Regions from separate parts of the Bos taurus genome. Here region 2 is linked to region 1. The links are chromatin contacts, called in public Hi-C maps. All regions are on one chromosome and are shown on one strand. Each heading gives the region's core, a stretch centred on a gene start, on an enhancer-like site or on the middle of the called end of the contact. The rest is flanking DNA. Distances are from core to core; before and after follow the strand shown. Region 1 has its middle 98 kb from the start of IRF2BP2. Region 2 overlaps LOC132344120 (a long non-coding RNA gene).

Region 1 (5,219 bases), core at 914-3,413:
CTCCTTGGTTTTTTTTTTTTTCCACTGCAGCCTCACATTCTCTGATAAACCTGAGTTGCTAGGAAAGCTTTATGTAACACCACCAGGCTCAGCTTCTTAGAGCAGCAAGTGCTCTGTTTCCAGAGTTCCCCATAAACCTGGCAGCACATCAAAACCTCTGTTTCATAACAGACCAGAAATAGGATTTTCTAATAACATCCCAAGGACTGGACTGAGTGTGCAGGGGTCTGGATTTTTATGAATTGCTAATGGTTAACTAAACAGAGACCCCCATGACACCCAACCTGCTATCTCTGGGGTCAAGGAGGGTGGGGATGTGGGAGGAGTGTGGTTTCTACATCCACGAAATGTTGGTTCCTGACCCACGGCCCCTTTCAGACAATTTGCTAAATGATCTCAAACATATTGAGGATCTTACTCATGTTTTAAAAAAAGAAAAGGGGAGGGGAGGGGGTGGGACTACCTTCCTCCTGCTCCTTCCTTCATTCATGGAGAATGTGGCTTCCTTTTATTTTGTTGGCAGACTTGCTGATGGTTACAGATTTAACCCCTGGCTTTCCTCCGGGAGAGGTCAGCTTTCTTTAATGGACACACCTAGTGTGAGGGATCCAAGTATCGTCCTGCAATAGACAAAGCACACATGTGAACCTCAGCCCTGTGACTCGTGGGCTGATACGATGATCACTGAGGGGGAGAAGGGAGAGGGGAGGCGGCCTTACCCTCCTCCCTCTCGCCCGTGGGTCACCTCCCCAGCAGGCCACCCCGCCTAGTCCAGTCCTGGTTTAGATTATGACAGCAAGGGGAGTTCCCCCCAAAAGGCCATTTGCAGCCTATTTAGATGTCACTCAGGCTTCCAACCACTATCCCTTTGTTCCATTTCATCAGCTGTGCCTTCCTTCCGGTTCTGTCTGGACCATCCTTATCCTGCCCTGTGTGAGTTGCTAGCCCAGGGGCAACACTTCAAAACAAAAGAGGCCCTGGGTACGGCAGGATACTGGGATCGGGGTCAGCCAGACTCAGCTTTGGGGAGAACCCGGGGTGACTCATGGCATGACTGCCCCCAGCGATAAGGAGCTGCCATAAGAAGATACTGCCCTGTGGGTCCTCCACACCCCCTCCTGCATCCCGGCCCCCCTGCATCCCACCATCCCCCTCTGCTCCCCGCTAGATCAGCTCTCTGCACTCACCTGACCACCCTAGGGGAGCCTCAGCTGCATGGCCCCTTCCCCTGGAGCCCTTCACTCCCCCACCTTGTGTGGCTTCCCTGTTTTAAGATTAGGTATATGTGCTCAGTCTCGCTTTGATGTCTAACTCTATGACCCCATTGACTGTAGCCCACCAGGCTCCTCTGTCCATGGGATTTCCCAGGCAGGAATATTGGAATAGGTTGCCATTTCTTCCTCCAGGGGATCTTCCTGACCCAGGGAAGTTGCCATCATTCTCTCCCAGACCTCCTCAAACAGTCCCCTCATTGTTCACCTCCCCTACCTTCTCATTTTGGAATACTAACACCAAGATCTGGGCTCACCAGGACAATCCTCACTTGATTATTTGCTCCTCTACCATTGAGATAATTTCTCTGGTGTTTGCAACTCTTTTCCATTTAGTTTCATCAGCGTTGAATTGACCTGCTATTTACCCTTTCTTCTGGATAGTTAGTAAAAATAATCCAGAAAAGTCTCCTCTCCCAGCAGGACCCTAGGGAAGCCCACACACGTCCCCAGAGCCCACCCACCAGCCTTCATCCCCAAATGGCTCCACAGAAACTACAGCCAAGAGGGGGTTCCCTCCCAGGCTGAGATTTAATATCCCTGAGATCCGCTGTGTGTCTGGACACCTGGTTGCTATGGAGACGGTTGTCATAAAAACACACTGATCTGCAGAGAGATATAAAACCGAGTCTGAGGTACACGATCGGACACATTAGCGCAGAGAGACAGCAAGCTGCTTATCTCCTCCCTTTGTTGACACAGGGCCTTTGCCTTTTAAATGCATCCTGAGTGACCTTCTCAGAACCAAGCCAACGCAAATCCATTTCAGTTAATATTTCGTAAGGGACGATCAAGGGCTTTGCCAAATGCCAGATGCCTGGTCTTCCTGTCCCCAGCTGAGTCAGCCCAGAAGAAGAGGACATTCCTCTCTGGCACCGCTTGTTCTCTGCTGACTGTCATTGATCCATCAGTGCATCAGGCAACGTAAAAACACTGACCCTGACAGTGTTCCAGAGCAGATGGCTGGGGATGAGTAACCTGTGTGGGCAGGGAGGCCCTGGATGCGTGGCCCAGTCTGGAGGGGCAGAAACTGGAGGGGCCCCCAGAGACCCATCCAGGAGGTAATGAAGGCCTGTGTCTGTTGCCTGCCAGCTCAGGATGGGGTAATTCAGCAAGAGATGCTTACGTGGTGTGTAGGTGTGTCCACTAACCACCTTCACCCCCTTGTCATCTGAACTCTCAAAGCCCTCATAACAAGACCAGTAGCTGAAAATCCATGTCTCCCTTGGTCTTGTCTCTGTGCAGGAACCAGTAAGGCATTTCCCTCCTCTCTCTTGACTGGGCTGTTCTGGCATAAAATGCGTTATTTAGTGTTAGTTGCTCAGTCGTATTCGACTCTTTGTGACCCCATGAACTGTAGCCCGCCAGGCTCCTCTGTCCATGGAATTCTCCAGGCAAGAATACTGGAGTAGGTTGCCATTTCCTTCTCCAAGGGATCTTCCCAACCCAGAGAGCAAACCTGGGTCTCCTGCATTGCAGGCAGATTCTTCTAAGTTAGATTTGCCTAAACCACCAGTGAAGCCCTAGTTGGCCTCATAAAAGGGCAGGTACAATTCACAATGTGTAGCTGGAGTCCTTCTGAAATGTGCTTGGGGAGGGGGCTTGAAAGAATGATGTGGTGTTCATTTATTTAGCTCTGCCATCCTGGAGGAGGGAAACGACTAGGAAAAAAATAAACAGCCAGCTCTGGCAGTGGCCACATTGTGAATGCAGACCAGGCCTGCCTCTGTGCTGACTCCCAGCAGCAAGCCTGCATGAGCACCTGAGATCCAGGTCACCTTCTTTCCTCGTCCTCCTCTTGGAAGATGTGTGAATTCTAGAACATAGATCATAATTTAGTCATTGGCATGGTCTTGGATCTTTAACGATCCCCTGATTACCTGGTGCCTGAATTTCCTTTTCTACTGGGGGATGTATTTCTGTTTCTGTTTAGTACCAATGGCATTTTAGTTTATCTTTTTATTGACGTATAATTGCTTTACAGCGTTGTTAGTTTCTGCTGTGTGACAAAATGAATCAGCTATCTTATTGTTGTTCGGTCGCTAAGTCAGGTCCAACTCTGTAGCCTCCATGAACTGAAGCACTCCAGGCCTCCTTGTCTCTCACTGTCTCCCGGAGCTTGCCCAACTTCATGTCCATTGAATCGGTTATGCTATCCAACCACCTCTAAAATCAACTATATGTACACATACATCTCCTCCCTCTTGGACTTCCGTCTCACGGCCACCACCATCCCACTCCTCTAGGTTATCACAGAGCACCCAGCTTAGCTCCCTGCCAAACAGCATTTTAAACTTCTTTTGCTTGAGTCAGTTCTCGAATATTGCCACTGAAGAAGGAGGTAAACATGAGATCCAGACTAACATGCAAGACCTTGAGAACAATGAGTTCATTTATCATGCACGACATTAGTACAAGATGCAACGTAATGTTAAGACACCTCTTCTCAGTACCCCCTATATACAGGATGGCAGTAAAGATAATTGCCTCTAGAAAACAATCTTATGGTCACCAAAATGAGAAGAGGGGGTGTGAAATTAGAAATGTGGGATTAGCAGATACACACCACTGTATGTAAAATAGATCAACAACAAGGACTTACTGTATAACACCGGGAACTATATTCGAAAGAATCTGGAAAAGAATATATATGTGTATATATATAGAGATATATGTATATACATATGTATGTATACATATACATGGGCTTCTCTGGAGGCTCAGATAATAAAGAATCTGCCTGCAGTGCATACGACCTGGGTTCGATCCCTGAGTTGGGAAGATCCCTTGGAGAAGGGAATGGCAACCTACTCCAGTATTCTTGCCTGGAGAATTCCATGTACAAAAGAGCCTGGCAGGCTACAATCCATGGAGTCACAAAGTCGGACATGACCAAGGGACAAACACTAACTATGTGTGTATATATATACATACATACATATATACATCCACTGAATACCCTGGCATGCGTGTTATTGCAATCTCTCATTTGTATATCTTCAATTTTTCTAAATATTCCCTTCTTAACCCATGTTTATCAATAGTTTATTGACCGATCTTCATTATTTTCCAATGGTCCTTACCCCTTAACTTTATTTTCCTTAAGATACTTTTTTAAAGAGCCATTTAAAAGCTCAGCGAATGTAAAGCCGTCTGGTTTTCAACTCTCTTCTCATTCATGAAATGGGCCAATTTTTTCTTTTTCCACACTCCTTCCCCTGAACAAAGGGAAAAAAGGGGAAAGAAAAAAGCAAACATGTTTTTAAAAACACACCCTATTCCCCTTAGCTCCTTTGGCTGTCATTAAATTGTTCTGCCTTTTTCTTTCTTTCTTCCTTTCTCTCTCCCACCCTCATGTTTTTCCTGAAAACTTTAACCTAATCCTGGTGTTCTTTCTCATTTCCCCTCCCTTGTGTCTCCATTTTTTGAACAAGTTCAAGAGGGAGTTGCTCCTTTGATTTTTTTTCCCCTGGCCCGGCTGAAAACACACGGAGCATTTCTTTTCTTTCTTTCTTTTTTTTTTTTTTTGCTATTTTTTGTTCTGTTTCACAGGGCCCACGGTCTTGGCCCTGCAATTATGGCGTCTTTCATGTTATCTTTCTCCCAAGGCAACGGCTCACATCCTGGCAAAGGAGACAATGGCAGTGTGTGTCTTTACTTAGCTTTTATACCTTTTGTTTCAGAATGCAGGATTTCCTTATGGTTTGTTTGGGCTTTTCAAAAAGCTTATTTACTGATCCAGAGAGGTGCCAGACTCACGGCCTGAAGAATGCAGGCCAAGTTTATATGTGCCTGAAAATACACCATCGTGTCCAGGCACATTGGGTGTTTGGAGCCAATGTCGAGGCTGATTTGATTGCTGTGTGTTCTGTCCTGTTCTTTGCCAAAAAAAAGTGGCTGTTAACACAGGCCAAAACCTCAGCTCACTTGAGCCTCTTGTGTGGGGAA
Region 2 (5,219 bases), core at 729-3,228, 260 kb before region 1:
AACGGGGCTGTCACAAGACGTGAAGCTTTACTTTGGAAAATGCAGGGGGTGGGGCACCTCGGGGAAGTGGGTCTTGGTGGTTCGGTCCTGCTAGCCCTTCTGCAGAGCCTCAGCTTTTCCGAGCACTGGTCACCGAGCTGCCCCTTGGAAGCGGCTGCTGGTCTTGGCCCAGCGGCTGTGGGTAGAAGGAAGTGGACGGGTGATTCAGTGACTGTCGGCTTCCTCTCTGACTCAAGATTGGATCCGTTTTTTAGGGTGGTGCCAGGGGCCCTGGGCCGCTTTAGCTAGAATCTTTGGAGTCAGAATGGAGGCGCTGACCCCTGTGGTTGCTGGCTTTCCTCCCACCCTTTGGGATGGGTCAGGGGATTAGCTGAACTCTCTGCCTCCCTCCTTGTTGGGTAAGCCCTTCTGACTTGAGGCCTGCCTGTGCTTCCAGCTGAGAGAGACACAGTGAGCTGGGGAGCAGAAGCCTCTCTAGATCCTTGGCCATCTAGGGGGTTTCCTTGATTTGGGGGTCATATCTGGAAGAACATTTGGGCTCTGAGGCGCTCGGCTTTGGCAGGTATCAGACGTGTTGAACTAGTTTGCATGGAGTCCATCTGTCCATCAGTAATACCCAGGGGCCCCGCTGCTCCCTTCCCATGAGCAGAGTCATAATCACCTCCATGCTCTGTGTGCTGCTTACCCGCCATCACCACCATCACTGAATCCTGTTGTAAGAAACACTGACTATCCAGATAATGACCTCTGCCTGAGAGCGTCCAATCCTGAAAGTACTGACTTGACAAAGACGTGGAAATCCTCCCAGAGTTGTGACAGGGGTTCTGTATTTCAGTGTCCTAAACAACCTTGGATGATGGTCCCTTCTCCTCCTCTCCTTTCCCTCCTGTTCCCATGGCCGAAGCTGAGGACAGCTGGTCTTGCTTGGGCAGGATGGCCAGCGTCCACTCCCTGGTGAGTTTCATGGGGAAGCTATTATTAGCCACACGAAAGAGAAATTCGACCCAGATCACTCAGGGCTTCAAAAAGGGACTCTAAGAATGCCTGAAATGGGACCTGACCCTGCCAGGCACTCTCATCTCTTTCTCAATCTTGGTCTCATCTTCTACCCCAATATGGATTTCAATCTCTTTGATAAGCTTTCTCTACATGACAGGGAATGTACACAACAGTAGCTTCTGCTTATCGCGCCTCCCAGCTTCACTGCTAGAGAGGGGGCCGAGAGTTCAAAAGTTCCACCTGATGGCCTTTGCAGGGGTCAGATGATAGTTCCCAGTTCCATCTCTGTGGTCGGGGGTGGATCTTTGAGCAGGAGGCTGCCCACATTTGGTTGCTATGATCAGTTCAGGGGTGGCAGTATTTTTCAAAGAAGGGGGCGCCCATCCTAGGTAGACAAACAGTAGATCCACTAACCCTGGGCACTGTAGGCGGGGGTCCTGGGCCGCCTCACCTCTGCTTGTGGGGGCTGCAGTGAGTGGCCTGGCCAAGGGGAGGAGGTGCCTTTTGAACCCTCAGAAACCATCATTTTACTGCTTGAAAATCCATAAAAGATGGGGGTTTCCTCAACCACCTTTTTTTGGGGGGGATACATGTTTGAGGCCACAGCTGTGTGTGATCTTCTGAGGGGACGGCCTTGGAGGCTCAGAGCAGAGTGAGAAGAACAAAGGAAACGTTCTGAGAAGCATGGCAAAAATGAAACCAAATAAAAACCCCATAAAAATCCCTCCGAGGGCAGAGGAAATACCAACCCAAGGCTTCTGAGCCACAGATTCGGTAGTAAAAATTGAAGGACAGGCCACTCAGAGGCGATCCCATTGGGGCCAGAGGGAGAATGTATTGGAACACAATAAAAGGGAATCATCCGAGCAGGGGAGGACTGCTGTGTGCTGTAATTCAGGAACTGACTGATGACCAGGGTTCATGGGGAGCCTGACAGACAGGTCACAGGAACCGGTTCAAAGTCTGCTTGCAGCGGCCTCGAGCGGATGATGGACAGCTGGCCTGCCCCCTGCAGGCTCTGACTGATGGTCCTGGGAACTCTGACCTCTGCTAGGCCACAAAAAGACCTGTTTAGAAATCTCTCTGAAGACTGATTAAGTACACAGCCACAGTGCAGACAATAATAATTGTGTGACGTGGCCGGTGTGCTTGCAGTCAGGAGAAACACATGTTAATAATGACTGGGACAGGAATCTTGCCTTTCTGTTCCTCTCCATTGACCTCCTGGCTCCTGGTCTCAGTTCTGGCCTCAGAGAGTATTTGCAGGGGATGGAGTTGAGGGTATGGAGACTTTCACTCTCATTTCACGGGTGTCAACATCCCAGGGATGGTACCCCACCTGTCACTGCATGGCAGCTGGTGGGCAGGTGGTCCTCCTTCCCGCCCTGGCTAACCTGAGATGCTGCTCCTGGGGGCTTTCCATCTGATTTGTGGCCCTGGGGCCATTGGAATCATAGCAGGAGTGTCTCCCCAGGTCTCCCCCGGAGCAGTAGGCTAAGTATGAAGAAAAGTCTGGTTTTCATCTGCAAGCATCTCTGAGCACACTGACCCTGTTTAGTTTTAGCCAAGAGCTGGTCAGACTCCCCTGGACAGGGAATAGAAGCCCCTTTGCCACTTTGCTTCTCTAACGATCTCTGAGACCCCTTTGTAGATGGAGGTGGGAGTGGGCTGCTGGCTCTGGACTCAGCTATGCTTCTGGACTCAGTATGGTTATGTCTAATCAGCTCTCTGGGCTCCAGCAGCAGTTTTGATGTTTGTTCATCCCATTCATTCATCATTGATCCATCCACTGACTCACTCGCTAGGACTGTCATTTAGTCATTCAGCCACAATGAGACTGTATCTTCTTATCTTTGGTCCCTGCTGTATGGCATGGCTCCAAGCCCATGGTAGCAGCTCTGTGTGTTTGCTAACTTCCTTTCTGGCCTCACTTTTGTGGAAATTCTAACTTTTGGAACCTCAGAATGTGGCTGTATTTGGATTCAGGGTCTTTAAAGAGGGGATTAAGTTAAAATGAGGCTGCTTTCAGTTAAAAATGAGGCTCTGATTCAATCTGGTTGGTGTCTGCATACGAAGAAGAGATTAAGGGATTCCCCTAGTGGTTGGATGGCATCACTGACTCAACGGACATGAGTTTGAGCAAACTCCGGGAGACAGTGAAGGACAAGGAAGCCTGGTGTGCTGCAGTCCATGGGATTGCAAAGAGCTGGACACGACTGAGTGACTGAACAGCCACAATAACCTGGTGGTCTAGTGGTTAAGACTGCCTTCTACTGCAGGGGGTGCAGGTTCAGTTCCTGATCGGGAAAGTATGATCCCACGTGCTGCAGGGCAACGAAGCCCACGTGCCACAGCTAGGGAGGACCCCGAAGAGCCCATGCACTGAAACTGAGACCTGACAGCCAAAAAGAAATAAAATTTTTTTAAAAAAGAAGAGATTTAGACCCAGACACACACAGCAAAAAGACGGTGTGAAGACACAGAATACAGCCGTCTACAAGCCCAGGAGAGAGGCCTGGCACAGATCCTTCCTTCATGGCCTCCAGAAGGAACCAACCTTGCTGACTCCTCGATCGTGGACTTCCAGCATCCAGCCCTGGGAGAACATACATGTTTCCTGGTTAAGCTACCAGGCTGTGGTTCTTTGTTCTGGCAGCCCCAGCAAACTGGTACAAGCTTTCAACACATTCACCGAGCACGGGACCACATGCAAGGTGTTCTAGGAGGTCTGGAGACAAAGCAGAGAAACAGATACAGGGAAAGAGGAACAGCTAGGGGCCCATCCTCTCTCTACATTTTCTCCTCCCAAACCCCTCTCTCCTCTGCCTCTCCTTCCCTCTACCTCCAACAGAAAGAGGAAACACAGGGGAAAATGAAACAGAGGGTTCCCCAGCAAAAGGACTGGCATCCTCCAGAAGCCCTGTAGTAGAATGCAAATAGAATCAGAAGCACTTTTGTCTTTTTGTTTTTTACACAATAAAGAAGTTTACTTCAGTCTCCTATCAAAGAAGTCTAGCAGTAGATAGCCTAGGACTGCTTTAGTGGTTCTACATTCATCAGTATTCCATGTTCCTTTCTTTCTATTCTTAGAATTTGGCATCCATTGCAAAGACCACCTCATGGTCCAAAATGGCTGCTTTAGCTCTAGCCATCATATCCTCATTCCAAGCCACAAAGGATAAAGCAGGTAAATAAGTCATCTTTGCTGGGTTAACTCCCTTTAAGCACTCATCCAAAAAGTTTTTTCCATGTGTATTTGCAGAAGTGCATTTTTTTTTTCCTGGCTACCTCTCTCTCCACCATCCTTACTTGGTGCATGTATGCATATGTGCATGGCCAGCCTGAATGTGTGTGTGCATCGGAGGAAGGCCCAGGAAAGGGTTCACAGCTGTTGTGGACACATTGTGAGCGTTCAGCTGGCAGGGCCTTCCCCAGGGTGCTTGCCAGCCCCAGTTTTATGATACATGGTGGCTGGAAAGGGCCACAAGCAAACCTTTCTCAGGACCATGAAGTACATCCCTTGTTGTGCTTTTTGACTATGATGATGCCAATGTTGTATCTCCACGCAACCGCTACAGGAGAAATGTCCTTTGGTTTATGGCCCTGGCCAGTGGTCGTGGGGCTGTGACCTCCTTGTCTCCAGGAATCAGGAGCTCTTGTCATCATGCAATAATCTTGTGATCGCTGGCAACATCTCTGAGCCTTCAGACCTAGTCTATTAAGAAACTAAGTCCATTTGCAAATGTGCCTGGGATATAAGTCTTGATACTTCTGGTTCTTCCACGGTGTCCACCACTTTTCAGTCAAAGACATTTTGCACCACACAACTCAGTAATAGTCCTGTGCCCTCATGGGTCTCTTGGGCAATCCTAGCTTAGCTCATCGATTTTAAAGGGAACTGGAATTCCAGGAGCTCAGTGTTGACCAACCTGTCCCAAGTTGCGTAGTGCTGGGTCCCCAGTGGACTTTGGCAGAGATGTTACCGCCCCTGTGGTTGCAATCAGCTTCTGTGTGCATGTTGGGGGTGAAGTTTGCAACATGGTCACTTGAACTGATCATGGTGTTTCTGAAGCGTGGTGCCAATTTCTTCATTTAACGTTGATGTGAAAGAAGCTTCCTTTCTTTTTTTTTTTTCAAACTTTAAACTTGTTATTTTGTATTGGGGTATAGCTGATTAGCAATGTTGTGGCAGTCTCAGGTGAACAGCAAAGGGACTCAGC

The links. Hi-C and Micro-C count contacts between places; a contact is called where the count stands out from the background.
Region 2: a contact with region 1 is called in a Hi-C map of liver, with 4 times the contacts expected there. The contact joins two enhancer-like sites. A contact is called at or near these places in 3 of 11 Hi-C or Micro-C datasets (liver and skeletal muscle).

What each region holds. Positions count from the first base shown.
Region 1 is chr28:7,498,990-7,504,208 of ARS-UCD2.0, reverse strand. No RefSeq gene overlaps it. Among named protein-coding and RNA genes, the nearest start is that of IRF2BP2, 98 kb to the right of the region's middle. Within about 2 kb of position 2,163, at least 14 of the 102 cell types and tissues checked have an H3K27ac peak or open chromatin away from gene starts, as enhancers often do. A contact at or near this core is called in liver, where this site is marked.
Region 2 is chr28:7,757,455-7,762,673 of ARS-UCD2.0, reverse strand. It overlaps LOC132344120 (a long non-coding RNA gene), which reads right to left. Exons shown (of 3, transcript XR_009493234.1): 2 at 1-5,219. Among named protein-coding and RNA genes, the nearest start is that of MIR2402, 77 kb to the left of the region's middle. Within about 2 kb of position 1,978, at least 27 of the 102 cell types and tissues checked have an H3K27ac peak or open chromatin away from gene starts, as enhancers often do. A contact at or near this core is called in liver, where this site is marked.